3 separate regions of the Mus musculus genome follow, and regions 1 and 2 are each linked to region 3. A link is a contact called in public HiChIP or PLAC-seq data. All regions are on one chromosome and are shown on one strand. The core of a region is the stretch at or near the end of the contact, and the rest is flanking DNA. Distances in the headings are between cores, read along the strand shown. Region 1 holds the start of Stox1 (storkhead box 1). Region 2 has its middle 20 kb from the start of Dnajc12. Region 3 overlaps Pbld2 (phenazine biosynthesis-like protein domain containing 2).

The links. HiChIP or PLAC-seq counts read pairs in DNA pulled down with a chosen protein or histone mark.
Region 1: an H3K4me3 HiChIP or PLAC-seq map of embryonic stem cells shows a contact between it and region 3, with 2.9 times the contacts expected there. The contact joins the promoter of Stox1 here to the enhancer-like site in region 3. A contact is called at or near these places in 11 of 39 promoter capture datasets (the HPC-7 cell line, cranial neural crest, embryonic stem cells and 8 more) and 1 of 115 datasets of contacts at active chromatin or transcription factors (embryonic stem cells).
Region 2: an H3K27ac HiChIP or PLAC-seq map of embryonic stem cells shows a contact between it and region 3, with 4 times the contacts expected there. The contact joins two enhancer-like sites. A contact is called at or near these places in 2 of 15 datasets of contacts at CTCF or cohesin (large pre-B cells and pro-B cells), 19 of 484 Hi-C or Micro-C datasets (the C10 cell line, the C2C12 cell line, MC3T3-E1-derived osteoblasts and 11 more) and 2 of 115 datasets of contacts at active chromatin or transcription factors (both in embryonic stem cells).

The regions. Positions count from the first base shown.
Region 1 is chr10:62,723,782-62,728,050 of GRCm38.p6, forward strand. Stox1 (storkhead box 1) reads right to left here and starts at 2,313. Exons shown (of 4, transcript NM_001033260.2): 1 at 1,987-2,313. The coding sequence starts at 2,287.
Region 2 is chr10:63,364,911-63,368,947 of GRCm38.p6, forward strand. No RefSeq gene overlaps it. Among named protein-coding and RNA genes, the nearest start is that of Dnajc12, 20 kb to the right of the region's middle. Within about 2 kb of position 1,786, at least 14 of the 459 cell types and tissues checked have an H3K27ac peak or open chromatin away from gene starts, as enhancers often do. A contact at or near this core is called in embryonic stem cells, where this site is marked.
Region 3 is chr10:63,047,256-63,051,595 of GRCm38.p6, forward strand. Pbld2 (phenazine biosynthesis-like protein domain containing 2) reads left to right here. Exons shown (of 10, transcript NM_026085.2): 3 at 213-312; 4 at 687-785. Among named protein-coding and RNA genes, the nearest start is that of Gm16143, 8.0 kb to the right of the region's middle. Within about 2 kb of position 2,041, at least 14 of the 459 cell types and tissues checked have an H3K27ac peak or open chromatin away from gene starts, as enhancers often do. A contact at or near this core is called in embryonic stem cells and liver, where this site is marked.

The DNA.
Region 1 (4,269 bases), core at 1,063-3,562, 320 kb before region 3:
ATAAACATTTATTCTTTTTTTTTAAAAAAAAAAAAACCTTTAAATTATGTTTAAAATTTTAAAATAAACCTGTTATGTTTTTCTCTTGTTACTAAAACCTGAGTTCAATTCCTGAGCTCTACACGGTGGAAGGAGAGAACAGACTCCAAAGAGCTGTCAGTCAACTGCTGAATATGTATCAAGGCACGCACACCCAGATATAAATAAACATAGAGGATTTTTGCCAAATCTTTTTGTGTCCGTGGGCACTGCTCAGGTGTAGCAATGATAGAAAGGATTAATAGCCAGCTCACCTTTCTATGCCTACAACCAGCATACACCACGGCTCCCTGGGCTACAATGGCTGCCTCAGATGTTACATAAAGCCTCTCTTACTTCAGCCCTGGGGTCTAGACACCACACACACACACACACACACACACACACACACACACACACACACTGCATCCAATTCCCTCTCTGCAGTACACAGTATACTCACCCTTTGGAAGGAGTCAGGAGACAGGAGAATGTAACCACTAATTCAAACCAGAGAAGCCCAGGACGCAACTGAAAGCCCCTTTTTTCAAAATCCAGCCTGTCTGCAGAAGATTCCAACTTTGGGTACCTGGCTCCCTGTTTCAGAACCCGGAAACCATTCTTTTGACATTCCTGCATGGGAAAGGAGATGAGACCCTATCTATGTAGTCTGGCAACCATCTCTCTTCTTGTTTTTTGTTTGTTTGTTTCTTTGTTGTTTTTTGTTTTGTTTTGTTTTGTTTGTTTTTTGAGACAGGGTTTCTCTGTATAGCCCTGGCTGTCCTGGAACTCACTTTGTAAACCAGGCTGGCCTCAAACTCAGAAATCTGCCTGCCTCTGCCTCCCAAGTGCCGGGATAAAAGGTGTGCGCCACCATGCCGGGCTCCATCTCTCTTCTTAATCAAAGAAATATGGGGACAGGCTGGGGGTGGGTGGTTGCAGATGGCATGAAGTTTAGAGGCCTTCCCAGGTTCAGGCCAGAGGAGGTCACTATTCCTGGACAAGACCACACACAGCATCAGGTGTCTCCCGTTGCCCTGACCCTTACCCCAGGGAGTAAAACAAATTTGTTTTGCTGGTGCTTCTCTGGGGATGGGGGAAGGAGGAGGAGGAGGAGGAGGAGGAGGAGGAGGAGGAGGAGGAGGAGGAGGAGGAGGAGGAGGAGAACCAGACTATGATGGAGAGGTTCCTTGAAACAACTGGCTTCTTGTCACCACCAAACCATCGAATGGTCCCACAGCCCCCACAGACAGAATGAGGACAGAACCAGCTGTTACTGGGAGCTGACACAGTTGCCAGAGGTTAGTGGCCTGTGTCAGTAACCACCCCACTGGTGCAGCGGTTCAGTTTCTCAACCGAGAAACAAATGGGTTAGTCCGAAAAGACTGGGAGGTGGAACTTTCTCTGTTTGGTGAATGATGTGTGATGTGTCTACAGCACCATCTGTTTCTTTTCCCCACCAGTTAAGGACGATCCCGCCCCCCCCCCAAAAAACTTCTGAAAGTTGAGCGACCTAAGACCACTCCTCCATCCAAGACAAGCAGGACAGGAACACCAGGTACTGGGAAGGGAAGGGGAGTTGAGGGGAGGGGAGCTGAGGGGAGGGGAGGGGAGGGAAAGAAAAGGGGAAAAAAAGGAAAGGAAAAAGGAAAGGATGGCAAAGTTAAGGAAAGGGGAAGGGAAAGGAATGGAGAAAGAAAAGAAAAGGAAAGACGGACGGAAAAAGGAAAGGGAAGGAAAAGATAGGAAAAAGGAAAGGAAAGACGGAAGGAAAAAGAAAGGGAAGCTAAGAAGGAAGGAAGGAAGGAAGGAAGGAAGGAAGGAAGGAAGGAAGGAGCAATCGGATCCTCTTTCGGACCCGAGCCTCACTTTTCCTAAAGTGCCCCCTCCCCTAACACCAGGAACCCGCGCGCTCCCGGGACCTGTTGCTATGACCCCGGGCGCTGGCGACCTCCGCCCCACACTCACCCACCGCGGTGATGCGGAAGCCTCGGGGCGGCCGCAGGGCTCGGCGACGCCACGCATCCCGCAGCACCTGCACACAGGGCTGGGGCGCGCGCACCAGCAGCACCCCGCGCCGCAGCCAGCCGAGAAAGGCCAGCCGCGAGGCGGCGCGCGCCAGCCGTGCGTTCCAGAAGCAGCGCGCGTTGGCGCGGCGGAAGGCGCGGAAGAGCGCGCGACCGCCCGGCTCCCCCGCCGCCTGCCCGGCCTCCCGCGGGCTCAGCACCAACGCCAGCGAACCCGGTGCCAGCTGCACGGGCCGCGCCATGCCGCCCGCTCGCGGGACTCGAGATCACTGAGCCCACCTCGGCTGCCCCGGGAGCCCTCTGAGGGGGGCGGGGCCGGGGTGGGGCGGGGCTTTCTAGGGCGTCGCTGTCACTCCCGGTTCCCACAGCAACCAGAAGAGCCGGTGGCATCGCCCACCCGCAGTGCCCGGAGGACCCAGGTCGCGCGTGGGAGGTGACCCAGGTTTGAGCCTCTGCTCCGTTCCTGACCTCTCAGGCTAGTTCTCTGGCGTCTCTGGGTTTGGACCTGGCCAGGTTCCTCATCTCGCAGCAGAGGACTCTGAGGACCCTCTCATCCATGGTTTTCTGAAGTTCCAGGGTCTGTCTCCTCCCCTAGTGTATCCCCTTCTTTTGAGAATTTTGAGGAAAGCAGGGTTAGCGAGCGAGAGGCGGTAGCAAAAGCCTGGGGCCCCACCCTGGTTAGGGCCTGGGGATTCTGACGCTGCACTCGATCATGCCCCAAGAACCCCAAAGGAAAGGCCGAGATCTGCCCCTGCAGACTATGGCCGGCGTCGCAGAGCGATAAGGACAAACAGGCTGGGCCGGAATTGAGGCCCTGGGTCCCTGAGGATAAAGATCTATTGGAATAAGGAAACCGGGCAGGATAGACATTAGACTTAACTATGAACTCAATACTATAAAGAGCAAGGTGCTTCGGCAAGACCTGAGGGGTCATTTCAGACTTACCATCCATAATATCGATATAATAATCAGGGGTGGGCACAGAGAGAGACAGGGTCAACATATGTCTCCCAGGCTGGTCTCAAACTCATGTTCCTCTTGCTTGTGCAACCGTTTTTATTTTTAACTACACCACCTTTATAACTACCATAATGAGATAATCCATACCCCTATCCATCAATCACAGATGTTATTAATAACAATAGCCCAGTTTCACAACTCTCTGTTAAATTAACTATTGTAGATTGATATCTCTAATCCCCAAATCCCAGATGCTCTAAGAATTTTTTTTTAAGTACTACTGTGGTTTCACACGCAAAAAACATCACACTTGACTTCAGGATGTGTGTAAAAGGGGTGGCTATGAGTTGAGTGAATTGTGTGGGACCCATCTCCAACTTGGCTCCTCAAGTAGATCCAAGTGTGCCAGCATCTGAAAAAAATGGGCTATCTGTCCCCAAGCATCTTGGAGACAATTGTATCAATAGCATGCATGTGTGCCACCCTGCCTGCCTGTGAATGGCCATGCCTAAGTGCTGGGGTGTGTATGTGTGTGTACCATGGTACCGACCTAAGAGCTTCCAGGAAGTCTCCTGCCCCCACCCCCTGCCTCACCATAGCACCACTGGGATTACAGACATTAGAGATTATACACATACTATATCTTATGTACTATCCTGCCTCAATTTATATGGGTTTTGACGATTTAAACTCGGCCCTTTTGCTTTTACCAACTGAGCCATCTCTCCAGCCCAGCCATAATCCTGTATTTTAAACTTTGGGTTTTTTTCCTCAAATGACAAAAACTATAATTAGTTAGGTTAAAAAGTATCCCACCTTTACTCAGGCAAACAGAGAGTTTAGCTCCAGACCAAGCAAGGGTCAGGCAACCTTGTCTGGTGCTGGTGGCTCGCCACCTTCCATGCTGGGAAAAGACTCATAGGTGCATTGAAATTCTGGCTTCTCGATGGGACAAAGGCACAGAGCTTATTGTCAAGGTCACTGCCATTTCTCACTTGCTAGGGACGGAGTGAAAACAGAGGCATTTGATTTGTAGAGGAGGAGCAGGAGGAGGGGGAAGAGCAACAGGAGGAGGAGGGCCGGGCGTGGTGGTGCACGCCTTTAATCCCAGCACTCGGGAGGCAGAGGCAGGCGAATTTCTGAGTTCGAGGCCAGCCTGGTCTACAGAGTGAGTTCCAGGACAGCCAGGGCTATAAAGAGAAACCCTGTCTCGAAAAAAAAAGAAAAAAACCAAAAAAAAAAAAAAAAACAGGAGGAGGAGGAA
Region 2 (4,037 bases), core at 536-3,035, 320 kb after region 3:
TTGTATGGTTCTCACTGTGTCCACAATGCCCAAGAGAAAAACAAAAAGCAATGATTTTTTTGGGCGGGGGGGTCGGGTTATTTATTTATTTATTTATTTTCCGAGACAGGATTTCTCTGTATAGCCCTGGCTGTCCTGGAACTCACTCTGTAGGCCAGGCTGGCCTTGAATGCAGAAATCTGCCTGCCTCTGCCTCCCAAGTGCTGGGATTAAAGGTATGCACCACCACTGCCTGGTTTAACAATAATATTTAATTAAATGTTTTGAGGTCCACTTATCTTGGATATTAAATACCTGGAGAGTCTACCTGGTGGCACTTGCTGGTAATCCTAGGACAGAGAGTTAGAGACCAGCCTAGGTACCCTAGCAAGTTCAAGACCACCTGGACTATAGAGATACCACATACATTCTGGGCTTGACTTATCTGGTATCCCTAGTCCATAGCAGAGAGCCTGGCCCTTCAACAGGTGGACAACAAACATTCTGATGATGTGTACTTCTTACACCTGGTGTATGTTGTAGTAGTAATATATTGTTTAAAGATTTATTTATTCTATGAAGTACACTGTAGCTGTTGTCAGGCACACCAGAAGAGGACGTCAGATCTGAACTCAGGACCTTCAGAAGAGCAGTCGTGCTGTTAAATACTGAGCCATCTCTCCAGCCTCGTTGCTGGGATTTTTTTTTTTTTTAAGACAGGATTTTTCTGTGTAGCCCTGGCTGTCCTAGAACTCACTCTGTAGACCAGGCTGGCCTCGAACTCAGAAATCCGCCTGCCTCTGCCTCCCAAGAGCTGGGATTAAAGGTGTGCGCCCCCCCCCCCCCCCCCAGCGGTTACTGGGATTTTGAACTCAGTCAGGACCTTTGGAAGAGCAGTCAGTGCTCTTAACCGCTGAGCCATCTTTCCAGCCCAATAGTAATATTTTTAATAAATCCTGGCGCGAGGTCCTTCCCACCTTAGACCATTTATGTTCCCAGATGAAAGACACACACACCGCCTTTATATTTTAATATGCCTTAAATAACACAATAGCCGGGCAACTGCCTAACTCTGAGTTACTACTTCTAATCTCTATGCTCCATCTTCGCTGCTCCTAATTCCAATTAGTCAGCCCTCTGGGCCACGTTTTCTTGGCCCGGAACCCAAGGCTCGCCTTGCTTCCCTACCCCATGGCTGCTCTTGTCTCTGTTCTGCACACTCCTGAGGCAGAGCGAGTCTCTCTTCTTCCCTCCTGCTTCCTCCAGGTCCCAAGCCCAGGAACCTTAAATCCTGCCTCTTCCTCTCTTCTCCCCAGCTATTGGCTGCTGGCATCTTTATTTACCAATCAGAATTAACTGGGGCAGTTTCCCAGAAGCTAGGAGTTACCCTCTCAAGTCAACTAACTTAGGGGACCCAAATTAGCATTAGAATACTAACGGCTACAGTACCAGTCAGTCCCAGAAAGATCCTGAACAAGGGAGACTAATGGAGAAGTGTGTGTGTCAAAACTTAAAACAGCTTTAACCAGCAAAACAATGGAAGGCTCAGCTGGCTTTGCCTTGCCTGGGATAGGAATACAGATCCAGCACACCTTTAACAAAATTTGGATTTTCAGTTTTCCTACTCACCAGTATAGCCTCAGGACAAAAGGAGGAGGAGACAAAGGGGCTCCTGCCCTACCCTCATTCATTCATTCATTCATTCATTCATTCACTCACTTATTCCCTTTCAGACCAAAGAGAGCTAGATGTGGAAGACACATCGTCACAGAGCCAATCATAAGGAGACCCAGGGCGCTACCGAGGGGCCGCGCACAGCACACCTCCCTTCACCACGCACCTCGAAACCTGGGGTGTAGAGTCTTGCTGCGGGAGGTGAAGAACTGTTTGATTCATGAGCAGCCACTGTAAAGACAGAAGGATGGACTCTCTGGATATGACGTGGCATGTAGTGATTTCCAACTTCAGCTCTTCATTAAAATCTGAAGCCCTGTTTCAGAAGGCTTAGAGGTTCTAGGGATGGGGTCTCCCGGGCTCACTATTTCAAGTGGCTTCACCGATTTCAGTGGAAGGCGAAGGATGCTTTTGGAAGTGGTTGGGATACCCACCTGTTGTTTTCCTGGCAAATGCTCATTGCCTTAAGAGAACTGTCGTACTCTGTTTTATCTGCCAAAGCGGTTTAAATCGCGAGTCCTCAAGGACATGGCGGGACAGTAGGTCAAACTGATGTTTGGAGTGTTTAGTACACAGAGGCTTGTGAAGGTTTCAGATTTCTTTGTTAATTGATACCACCCCCCCCACCCCCCACCCCCCCCACCCCCCTCCCGCCGCCGAACACTAACTCTGTAGGAACTAAGAAAGTGCTACCCAGCTGTGAGAGGCCACTGAACTGGCCCGTGCGCTTCCTGAAAACAGTGTTTGATGCCAAGGGATCCAAGGCCTCCTCATGGACACTGGTACCCATGAGGACGCTCCTAACTTCTTGACAACAATTTCTTTAACCTCAGTATTAGGTAATTTCAACTCTGAAAACTGCTTCCCTTAACTGCAATCAGAGTGGACTTTCTTGATTTTTGGTCAGAGTCTTGCTATGTTTCTCAGTCTGTTTTGGAACTTGCTGGGTAGCTGCGGGCTGACCTGAAACTTGTGACCCTTCTGTCTCAGCCTCCTGGGTGCTTAGAGTTTTGGCACGTATTACCATGTCTAAGCGAAAGTTATTTTTTAACACTGTGTGTGTGTTGGCGTGTTAACTTACAGACCATTCCATTAGACTCCTCTCAGGGACCTAGCAACAACTTAAGTCATCTGCGGCTGCTAGGTTATGGGCTGCCTATAAATGGACTGCCTACCACCCCAGCCCTTTCAGTTTCCCCGTTTTCTCTCTCTGTGTCTTTCTCTGTTCCCGGCATTCTCTCTTGACCTCTTCTTTCCTTCTCTGCCCTCATGGCTCTCTGTCTGCTTCCTGTCTGTCTGCCTGCCTGTCTACATGTCCACTTGTCTGCCTCTTCCCGTCTTCCCAGACCCTCACTCCTTTCCCTTCCCCCAGTAAACCCCCTTTATACCTGATCTGTTGCATGATGTAATTACTCAGGGGCCACACCTTGGCATGGGCCTTGCCATGTACCCCTTTGCCAAATTATATTTCATACATACACACACACACACACACACACACACACACACGATATTGGAGATAGGGTCTTATAGAATCAGCTAGCCTGGAATTCTGGAATTCACCAATGCTGGAACTAAAGGCATGTGCCAGCTCTGCCCTGTTCTCCAGCTCTTATTGATTGACTCAGGGCATTGCACATGCGAGGGAACTTCTCTACCACTGTGTTGGCCCTCTGCCCGTAGCACTTGACAGTTTTGTTTGTTCCCATACTGGGGACTGAACCAGTATGTTAGGAACACCCTACTGAGCTATATCCTCTGCCTTCATATCTGTCTCAATCAGTGCTCTATTGCTGTGAAGAGACACTGTGGTGGTTTGTATAGGCTTGGCCCAGGGAATGGCCTTGTTGGTGTAGGTGTAGCCTTGTTGGAGGAAGTGTGTCACTGTGGGGGTGGGCTTTGAGACCCTCCCCCTAGTTGCCTAGAAGGCAGTCTTTTCCTGGCTGCTTTCAGATCAAGATGTAGAACTCTTGGCTCCTCCAGCACCAAGTCTGCCTGGATGCTGCCATGCTTCCCACCATGATGATAACGGACTGAACCTCTAAACCTGTAAGCCAGCCCCAATTAAATGTTGTCCTTTATAAGAGTTGCCTTGGTCACAGTATGTCTTCTCAGCAATGGAAACCCTAACTAAGACAGGCTTAAAGTTTTGAATTATTTCAAAATCGATATTCAGTGAACATATACTAGTATTCTTACAGACACCATGGCCACAGCAGCTCTTATAAAGGAAAGCATTTAACTGGGGCTGGCGTACACCTCAGAGGTTTGGTCTATTGTCATCACAGTGGGAAAAGCACGGGGGTAAGCAGGCAGACATGGAGCTGGAGGAAGAACGGAGAGTCCTACATCTGGATCTATAGGCAGCCGAGAGAGGGAGAGAG
Region 3 (4,340 bases), core at 791-3,290:
AGGCCACACCTCATAATAGTACCACTCACTCCCTATGGGCCTATGGGGACAAATTACATTCAAATTACCACAAATAAATATATAACCCCCCCTCAACACATGTGCACCATTATACCTAGTCTAAGCATTTGACTTTTGATGCCGATAAGCTGCTATGTTAAGTCAGATCTGTGTTCCAGATTCTCAATAACTTTTTTTTTTTTCTATTTAAGACATTGGATGAAGATGCTCATCAGGACATTGCAAGGGAAATGAACCTCTCTGAAACCGCTTTTGTCCGCAAACTGCAACCAACTGATGACTTCACACAAAGTAAATTATACATTTAAGGTTTTTGTCTTACATTTATTTGTGTGTGTGTATGCATTTGTGTGTGTGTATGCCTGTGCACATGCCACAGTGTGTGTGTGTGTGTGTGTGTGTGTGTGTGTGTGTGTGTGTGTGTGTGTGAAGTTGGAGGACAGCTTGTAAGAGTTGGGTCTCTTCTGCCATGTTGGATCCCGGGGACCAAGCTCCTTGGGACCTCTCCCAGGAGGGAGCAGAATGCTTCTCTATCTCGTGCTCACGCCTCTAAGGAAGGTTTTCCCTGTTAGCCACACTAATGATTTAGGGGAGAAGATGCTGAAGTGTTCTAACCTGACTGTGTGGTTTGACCTTGCTTTTCTTTAACCTTTTCTCCTTGTAAGGTTCCCGTTTTGGGCTGAGGTGGTTTACCCCAGAGGCCGAGTTCCCCTTGTGTGGCCACGCCACGCTGGCTTCTGCAGCTGTGCTGTTTCAAAAAAGAAGTAAGGTGGACTTTGCTTATTTGTTTATTTATTGTTGTTTGTTTGTTTGCTTTTTTTATTATATATTTTTTTATTACGTATTTTCCTCAATTACATTTCCAAAGCTATCCCAAAAGTCCCCCATACCCTCCCCCCCACTCCCCTACCCACCAACTCCCACTTTTTGGCCCTGGCGGTCCCCTGTACTGGGGCATATAAAGTTTGCGTGTTTAATGGGCCTCTCTTTCCAGTGATGGCCGACTAGGCCATCTTTTGATACATATGCAGCTAGAGTCAAGAGCTCCGGGGTACTGGCTAGTTCATAATGTTGTTGCACCTACAGGGTTTCAGATCCCTTTAGCTCCTTGGGTACTTTCTCTAGCTCCTCCATTGGGGGCCCTGTGATCCATCCAATAGCTGACTGTGAGCATCTACTTATGTGTTTGCTAGGCCCCGGCTGTTTGTTTGCTTTGTGATAGGGTTTCATTTAGCTGAGGCTGGCATTGAGTTTCCTATGTAGATGATGGTGGCCTTAAAATTCAGGCTCCTTGTATTACAATTATAGCATGTACCACCATGGCTTAGTCCCATGAATTTCTTTTAATAACTTCATTTATTTACATGTGGCAGAGGGATTTGCATGGCCAGAATGGACTTGGCATATAGTGTAATGTCTGGAAAATGAAGATTGTGATTGGCTTCCAGGAACAGCAAAACACAGAACATAACAGACTATGCAGTCAACTCAGGCATGAGGAAGTTTCCTTGTACCATTAGCAACAGCAGAAGTGGCTGGTTAGATAGGCATCTGCTACCTAGCCTTTAGTAGATCTTAAAGTCATACTTTTTTTTTGAGACTGGGTCTCTTATTCCAGGCTGACCTTGAACTCTGCTCTTAGTTCCTTTCCTCGCCCAAGTCTTGGTATTACAGGCTTTCCATAATGCAAACCTTTTATGCAGAGCTGGGGATTGAACCCCAGCTCCATGAATGTTAGGCAAGCATTCTACCAACTGAGCCATATCCTCTGTTTTAAAAAAACAAAACAGCCGGGCGTGGTGGCGCACGCCTTTAATCCCAGCACTCGGGAGGCAGAGGCAGGTGGATTTCTGAGTTCGAGGCCAGCCTGGTCTACAAAGTGAGTTCCAGGACAGCCAGGGCTGTACAGAGAAACCCTGTCTCAAAAAAAAAAAAAAAAAAAAAAACAGGCTCTTCCTACCTAACTCTGTTTGGCCTGGAACTTGGTACTTGGGCCTGGTGGGAGGGACTTAGACTTTCAGTCTTCTGACCTCTGTCTCCTGGTGCTTCGGTTGTAGCTGTGAGCCACCACACCCAGCTCCTCAAACAGCAACTAAAAACAATTGCTTTTGCTGCTGCTGCTGTTGTTGTTGAAGGCTAGACTGATCTAAGGCTCTCCCTGAGGCTCTGATATGTGGAGCCTCTGCTATATAGAACACAGCTCCTTCTCTAAAACCTGGAATATGGTTGGCAGAGCTGGTAATAGCCTGGAGCTGGTAAGGGCCTTGGGGGAGCTGTGGCTTCAGATCCCAAGGACCCAACTCTTCCCACTGTACAGGCTACAGTTGTCAATCCCTAGGTTACTGTGTGCTCTGTCTCTGATGCTCTGGAGAGAACCCATGTTCACCCTATGTCTCTTTAGCTCCCCGATGACTTCACCCCATTGTATGACAGTTTCCGTTGACTTTGTCCTATCCCCTACCTCTTGAACTAGTATATAAGGTTATATACTTTTTAATTAAGCTTGCTTGGCATAGGACATAGCTTATGCAAGACTAATGTTCTATCTTCTTTATCTCTGATGCCCTGGACCTTCCTTCTTAGGAGCCTGCCAATTTTTCCATTTATTTTTATGAGTATAAGTGGTTTTGCCTGCATGTTTATCTGTATATCATGTATGGGCCATGCCTGTAGAGAACAGAAAAGGGCTTTAGAGTCCTGAAACAATTTTTATTATATTTTAATTAATTAATTAATTAATCAATGTTTATGTATGCACAAACAAATACCACAGTGTACATGTAGAGCTCAGAGCATCATTTTCAGGAGTCTGATCTCTCCTTCCATTATGTGGACTGAGGTGCTGAACTCCACATATTTGTCTTGTCAGAAGGTGCCCTTAGCCGCCGAGTCATGTAGCTAAAACTCAAAGAGTAATTTTAAAAGTCAAACATTTTAGGGGCTGGAGAGGTGGCTCAGTGGTTAAGAGCACCGGCTGCTCTTCCAGAGGTCCTGAGTTCAATTCCCAGAAACCATATGGTGGTTCACAAATCCTTTGTAACCCAGGAAATTTATGGCTGCTGGGGGCAATGTGCACATGTGGTGCACAGACATACATGCAGGCAAAACACTCACACATATTTATTTATTTATTTATTTATTTATTTATTTATTTATTTATTTTGGTTTTTCTGTGTAGCCCTGGCTGCCCTGGAACTCACTCTGTAGACCAGGCTGGCCTCGAACTCAGAAATCCGCCTGCCTCTGCCTCCCAAGTGCTGGGATTAAAGGCATGCGCCACCACTGCCCAGCATAATGTTTGTTTGTTTGCTTGTTTTTCTGAAAATAGAAAATAAAATCAAACATTGTAATATAAATTCAAAGAGATACTGAATTGATACTTATATGCTGACAAATGACCACTGAAAAATATGAAACATCTTTGCTCTCGGTAATTAAACTTATGTTTCTGTAAGAGAAACACATGGTATGTGTAGTAGAAATGGTGCAATTTATAATCTGCCATAGTCTCAGATCTAGCCTACGTGTTTCATTGGTGTGAGGAGCAGAGGCATGCGGGATGAAAGTGTGCTTGTCACAAGTTGGCCGTGATGCCATGCCACAACATAAGTGAGCACAGCCAGAAATGCTTTTTATTCACTACACATACGATTTTGAATTAAGTTTTGATTGCTGGGTGTTCAGAGGCCCTGTATTATTGACACATTGTTTGCAACATCTCCATTCAGTTACGAGAGAGGTTGTGACTCACCATTGAGGAAGGTAGATGCTAGACATGGACCTAGAGGTGAAGAATAAGACAAAGCTGGTGCAAGGAGCTAGAGGTGGAGGTAGGGCTATGGCGGGAGGAGACCCAGTAGTGTCTTCTACAGACTCAACTGTCCTTAGGTTCTTGAGGGAGTCTGTGCCTGGCAGGAGATGCAGTTGTGAGTTAGCCAAGCCCTCTCAACCATGTTATCTGGTATATTAATTTCCTCTCTGTTGCTGCAATAAAATATCTGACAGAAGCAAGTTTTGGCTCATGGTACAGGGGATACGGACCATCACAGTGGCCATGGTGGCATGGACCATGATTTTAAGAGCTTGCACTAGTAACACGGAACTTAGAGAGGAAGCAACAACCTTGGCTCAGATGCTGGCCACGTTATAACCCTCCGAGGCCCGTGGCCCTTTGTAAGGATGTCATGTTAGAACCGTAGCCACTGCTCAGACCACAGTACGGGCAGAAGTCCTTTTCCTCCCAAGACACTGACAGGCACCTTACTGAGTCATTGTGAGTCCTTAAGTAGCAGACTTCCTGTCTCCTTCCTGGGAAGGCT